Linked DNA regions of Rattus norvegicus: region 2 is linked to region 1. Evidence: chromatin contacts called from public Hi-C data. All regions are on one chromosome and are shown on one strand. Each heading gives the region's core, a stretch centred on a gene start, on an enhancer-like site or on the middle of the called end of the contact. The rest is flanking DNA. Distances are from core to core; before and after follow the strand shown. Region 1 holds the start of Ywhah (tyrosine 3-monooxygenase/tryptophan 5-monooxygenase activation protein, eta). Region 2 overlaps Depdc5 (DEP domain containing 5, GATOR1 subcomplex subunit).

Region 1 (3,087 bases), core at 281-2,780:
ATTTAAAAAAAAATGTGGCTCCTGAGGAGTCTTCAACATGAGTGTGCACACTCAGTGACCTTCAGGCCCCTTCTGTGCTTCAGTGGACGTGGTTTTTCTTATGTGTGTGCATGGTTTTTCCAGACAGGGTTTCTCTTTCTTTGTGTAACAGCCGTGTGTGTGTGTGTGTGTGTGTGTGTGTGTGTGTGTGTGTGTGTGTGTGTATGTGTATGTGTGTGTTGTTTTTTTCCAGACAGGATTTCTTTGTAACAGCCCTGTATATGCGTGTGTGTGTGTGTGTGTGTGTGTGTGTTTCCAGACAGGCTAACAGCTGTGTGTGTATGTGTGTGCACGTGCATGTGCGTGTGGTATTTCCAGACTGGATTTCTCTGTGTATCCCTACTGGCCTAGAACTCAGAGATCTGCCTGCCTGTATCTTTGTTTCTTGGCTACTGGGATTAAAGGCCTGCTCCACCATGCCAGGATGTTTTTCTAGTTTGAGGCCCAGCCCAGGGACCCTTAGCATGGAATGATAGGAGCGGTAGAGGCTCAGCTTGACCAGTCCATCCCACAGAAGTCCAAGAAGATATTGAAATCAGATTTTGGTCCCTCCACATACAGGATATGTGACCTTGCCCTGTCACTTAGGACGTTTTGCTCCTTCTCCCATGAGGATCCGCCTCAGGCCCTCAGTCATTCCAGGCCAGCACTGTGCCTCTGACCTATAATCATTAATTCCCTAAAAAGATTTGAATCAGGCTAAGTTGACCCGACTGGCTGGCAACTTTTGGTTTCCCAAGGTTTCCCAGGGTCATAGATTGCACTTCTGAAGAATGGGGGGCCTGCTGTGCCCCTTCTGGAGTGGGTTGTATGAAATAGGTTAGTGCTGGTCAATGCCCAACAGTGGGCCAGCTCCCCATAGCAATGTCGTGAACGCTACTGACTCTGTCAAGCTACCTATCCCTTCCTGTGCAAGCTAGAGCTGGTCCAAGGTCACTTATAAGGATGGCAGCGCCACTCTGTAGTATGGTGGATTCTAGTGTGTCTGTGAGGGGCTGTCCCAAAGGGCAGGATCCACCCCACGCCACTGCCAGAGATGACCGAAGCGCTGGGTGTGGCCACCCAGAGCAAGGCGGCCCCTCAGTCCCGAGCCCCGGCGCCTCTGCTTCTCCATACAGGGTTATGTGCGGGTATCTGCTTCTCAAGCTCTAACATGGGTTCTGTGGCGCTTTCCTGGCCTGGGCTGCGACAACGCCTGCCAGTGGAACCACCATCGCCGCGCCCCAGCCGCTCCCCACCCTTCAACGCTGCGGCGGTAAAATGCAGCACTCTTAAGGCGCCTGCGCAGCTCTCCAGCGCGGCCCTAGTCGCTGCTATTTATAGTAGATGACGTCACCTTAAAAAAGACCGTTAGGGCTGGGCCGCCCCGCCCCCCCTCCGGAGGCTCTCCGCGGGCCGCTCCGAGTGCGCAGGCGTGGTCGTGTCCTCCCCGCCCGCCCGCGGCGCCCCCTATCCTCTCTCCGCGGCTCCGCGGCGCTCGCCACAGCGCGTGCAGCCAGCTAGCGAGAAGGCGCGAGCGGCGGCGCAGCCAGCAGCCTCCCGCCAGCCGGCGAGCCAGTGCGCGTGCGCGGCGGCGGCCTCGGCGGCGACCGGGAAGCGGACGGGCGGGCGAGCGAGCGAGCAGGCGGTGCGGGCGTGCGAGGCGAGGCCGAGTCGCGAGCGACATGGGGGACCGAGAGCAGCTGCTGCAGCGGGCGCGACTGGCGGAGCAGGCGGAGCGCTACGACGACATGGCCTCCGCCATGAAGGCGGTGAGCGTGCGGGGAACCGGGTGGCCGGGGGCTGCGGGGCGGGGCGGGCCCGGGCCTGGGCGGCGGCTCTCTCCCTACGCACCGCCACCTTTTGGGCGCGGCGGCTGCCGCACTCTCCATTTCCTGAGGCCTGGCCGGGGCGGGGTCTCCCCGGGCGGCCTCTCGGAGGCTGGCGGGCCGGGGTCGCCGTGTCCTAGCTCAGAGACCCGGTGGGGGAGGGGGTACCCGAGGAAAGGAGGAAGTCAGCGTTCCTGCTTCTAGACCCTTCTGCCGGACCTGGGGAGAAACACGCTTTCCTTCCACCATTCACCTACTTGTAATAAAGGCTCATCCGCGAGTGGAGACCGGTCTCCTGGTTTTCTCTGCTACGACCTGTTTGCTTTGCTTGTCTGAAGTTGGTTTTTTCCCATTTCCCACACCTCGGGGGCTGGCTTTGTGTGGGAAGACCCCTTTCCAGCAGTCATGGGCGTGAAGGAGGGTGTGGGTCCTTACATACATCCCAACGGTCAGTGCCGCGTGCCTTCCTGGAGATGAAATGGAAATGAAGCGAACCTGGGTGCTTTTGCATTCCTGAGACCCTCTTAGATGGATTCTGCAGCTTGATTTCCGGTAAAGGAGACATGCCCAGCCACACCCTAGAGAATATTTTAGATTAGAACCTACCTGCCTATCTGAGACTTTTCAGTTCTGTTACCACATCACTATAGAGGACTCTTCACATCCTCCTGGACTTTTTCTAAAAGAATATTTCTTGTCAAGGTCACACAGTGGCAGAATTCCAACTGTGGCCACAAGCTCCTAAGACTAAGGAGAAAATTTCCTTGGGAGTCCGTCCACCTTAGATTTCTAAATACATGAACATTTATTTTTGAGGTTGAGACTCAGAAAATCTGCATTTTAGCAGTCCTTGGGCAGTTTTTAGCTGACTTAAGTATTAACTGTCCTGGATTGTAGCTCATATGTCCTATGGGCTGGTCTTTGAAAGGATTTTTTTTAAACCCAGATACTCCATACAAATTCAATTTGGAAAATTTATTTTGATACTACATGGAATAGAAAATCGAGGCCACCATTTAGAATTTCCCAGGTAAGAACCATGAGCAGTTATCTTGCCTCCAGTGCCCTGGTACACGTTCAGCAAAATGTCTCTGGAACCCAGCAACAGCACAGACTGTTGATTCCTTAGTAATACTGATTTCAGCATTATGGTATGCTGTTCTGGTGAGATAAGATTAATTTATACCAGGAACATTCTAGGTTTGGGGAAAAAATTGCGGGTTCTTTAAGGAAATTTAAA
Region 2 (3,087 bases), core at 333-2,832, 91 kb before region 1:
GCATATGTTGGGAGGAGGTGCACACAGCTGCACATGCAGAGGCAGGGAGGGACATCAGGTATCCTATTACTTTTCGTCCATATCTTTGTGGCAGGGTCTGCCCCTGAACATTGGACTCCTACCATCTCAGCCAGGTTAAAGCCCAGGGATCTCCTGTTTTCACCCCTCTAGGAGCTGGGATCATAGGCATTTGCAGGGAGGGATGCCTGGCTTGATGTGGGTGCTAGGATCTGATGTTCTGCCTCCTGGGTGCTAGAATTAGAGGCATGTGGCTTCACGCAGCTCATATGTTTTTCTTTAAAATTAAAAAAAAAATTCTTCTGAGTCTGTGTGTGCACAGGTGTGTGTGAAGCCAGGCAAGGGTCTCAGGTATCCCTCGTCGTCATGCTCCACGCGTGTGGGTTCCAGGAATTTGAACTCAGTCCTCATGCTTGGACACCACAAGCTCTTACCTGTTGTGCTGTCTCCTCAGGCCAGGTTTGCTTCCTTAACTCACAAAACTGTACCTCTTTCAGAAGTGTTTAAACTTTTTTTTAAAAAGATTTACTTTTTTTATGTATATGAGTACAAGTATAAGTAGCTGTCCTCAAACACACCAGACGAGGGCATCAGATCCCATCACAGATGGTTGTGAGCCACCATGTGGTTGCTGGGATTTGAACTCAGGACCTCTGGAAGAGCAGTCAGCGCTCTTAACCACAGAGCCATCTCTCCAGCCCATGTGTTTAAGCTTCTGTGTATAAGAAACAGAGATTATAAAGACACCCATTCTCATAACCTCAGTGGCCTTTGACTTGTATCTCCTTTGGGTTCTCTTTAAGGTAGTTTCTACGTGCGCTAACAAGGATGAGAGAAAGCCCTCTCACCAGGAGTCTGACTGCAAATCATTCAGACATAGTGTGGTTTCCACTTCACTACTAAATTAGAATATGCAGATCGAATGTGTTGTGATTACCAGCCTGCACCAGGGACGGGTGCAGTTCAGTACTAGACCACTTGGACAGCATGGCTCACAACCCTGCCTTGGATTCCCAGGGTGGGGGTGGGGGGCTCAGGAGTGGCAGAGGAAGCTGCCCAGAGTGGTGTCTGAGTGTCACAGAGCTTCTGTCTCAGGCTCTACTAGAGGCTGTTAAGATCAACTTCTGGAACAAAGCAAACAAAACCCATGCATCTAGATCGGTGTCCCCACAGCATTATGAGGGTCAAAAGTAGGCTGGGCTTGGTAAAGCACAGAACCTAGAATTTTTGTTTTAGGGCTGAGCTTCATACCACATTGCCTCTAATTCTATCACTCATGAGGAAGAGGCAGGCAGATCTCTGAGTTCAAGACCAACCTGGTCTATAGACTGAGTTCCAGGACTGCCAGGCCCACAAGAGAAACCCTGTCTTGAAAAACAAAACAAAACAGTCTTCGTTTGTTACAGGATACTTTGAAATACATAACTAATAAACATTTTACTTATTAAAAACGAGAAAAATCAAGAAAACCAGTTCTGACCCTACCTCTGCCTCCCTTGGCTTGAAGCTTCTGCCATCTGCAGGTACCCAAGTGTGACTCAGACTTCCTGCATTTGGCCCTGACTCACACATGAGTCATGCTTCTCAGGAACAGTGTCTCTGTGGGTTTCCCTTTTGGCTCTGTAGGATTTTGTTTTGAGCGGGGTTGTGAGCCCTTGTAGCTGCATTGTTCACTTCTGTGCTGTCTAGCATCGTCAAGGCAGTTGGTGGGTCTTGTCAGACCCCTTTTCTGTCCTTTTTACTTTATGGTCTTGGAGACTGAAGTGAGGACCTTGTGTGTACTGAGCACATAGCTACCTAGTTATGTGTCAGGAACCTAGTTATGTACCTAGTTACGTATCAGGAACCTAGTTATGTACCTAGTTACGTATCAGGAACCTAGTTAAACAATGAATGAAATATGGCTCAGTGGGTTAGTGCCACGTCCTGGGTCCCAAGTAGCAGCAGATGCCAACAGAAAATGAACTCAATGGCATCTTTGGAGGCACCGTATCTTACAATGTCACAAATGTCATGTCAGGGCTTTTTACATTTTTCCTTATTTTATACATGTGTGTCTCTTTTACCCTATGGGTCCTTTGTGCATGTATTATTACTTCCAGGTTAGCATTTTCATGGGATACCTGAGGGTGTGAGTGAGGGCTCTCAGGATCTCCAGCTGCCTCTTGTGCCTCTTCTTAGGCTCCTTTCCTCTGTTTCATTCTATTCTTACATATTAGTTTTTGTTTTATCTTTATCTTTGTTTATATTATATCTTATTCCTTAGAAGCATGTTTGCTTTCTAATGAGACACCAAAAGGATATGGATCTGGACGGGAGGGGAGGAGGGAAGGAACCAGAAGGAAGTAGAGGAAGGGAAGACAATGAAGATATATTATGTGAGAAAAGTGTTTTCTTTGTTTTGAGGCAGGGTTTCTCTGTAGCCCTGGTTGACCCAGAACTCACTCTGTGGACCAGGCTGGCCTTGAACTCAGAAATCCACCTGCCTCTGTCTGCTGAGTGCTAGGATTAAAGGCATGTGCCACCATACCTGGCCTTTTCTTTTCTTCCCTTCTTTCTTTCCTCCTGTGTGTGTGTGTGTGTGTGTGTGTGTGTGTGTGTGTGTGTGTGTGTGTTTAATATATATCTATGAATTTACTGTAGCTGTCTTCAGAAGAGGGCATCAGATCCCATTGCAGATGGTTGTGAGCCACCAAGTGGTTGCTGGGAAATGAACTCAGGATCTCTGGAAGAGCAGTCAGTGTTGTAAGCCTCTGAGCCATCTCTCCAGCTCCCTGGCTTTTATTTTCAGTAAGGGGGGAAAAAATGCAAGCAGGAGGAAAAGGAACAAAGAAAGGGAGGGAGAGAGACAGAGATAGAGACAGAGACAGACACACTGGGCTTAGGGAGTCACAGAGTTGGCTCAACAGTTAGGAGCGCCTGTTGCTTTTATAGAACATAGGGGTTTCCCAATGCACATGGTGGTTCACAACCATCTGTAACTCAAGTTCCAGGGTGTCTGATGCTCTCTTCTGACTTCTGTGGGCACCAGGCACGAATATGGCGCACAAACATTCATCTAGGCAAAAC

The links. A called contact is a pair of places that touch in the nucleus more often than the background predicts.
Region 2: a Hi-C map of the A7r5 cell line shows a contact between it and region 1, with 2.5 times the contacts expected there. The contact joins the enhancer-like site here to the promoter of Ywhah in region 1. A contact is called at or near these places in 8 of 12 Hi-C or Micro-C datasets (the A7r5 cell line, the Rat2 cell line, Schwann cells and 5 more).

What each region holds. Positions count from the first base shown.
Region 1 is chr14:81,928,645-81,931,731 of GRCr8, reverse strand. Ywhah (tyrosine 3-monooxygenase/tryptophan 5-monooxygenase activation protein, eta) reads left to right here and starts at 1,530. Exons shown (of 2, transcript NM_013052.2): 1 at 1,530-1,790. The coding sequence starts at 1,704.
Region 2 is chr14:82,019,241-82,022,327 of GRCr8, reverse strand. All of the region lies in intron 24 of Depdc5 (DEP domain containing 5, GATOR1 subcomplex subunit), which reads left to right. Among named protein-coding and RNA genes, the nearest start is that of Depdc5, 66 kb to the left of the region's middle. Within about 2 kb of position 1,582, at least 24 of the 93 cell types and tissues checked have an H3K27ac peak or open chromatin away from gene starts, as enhancers often do. A contact at or near this core is called in the A7r5 cell line and Schwann cells, where this site is marked.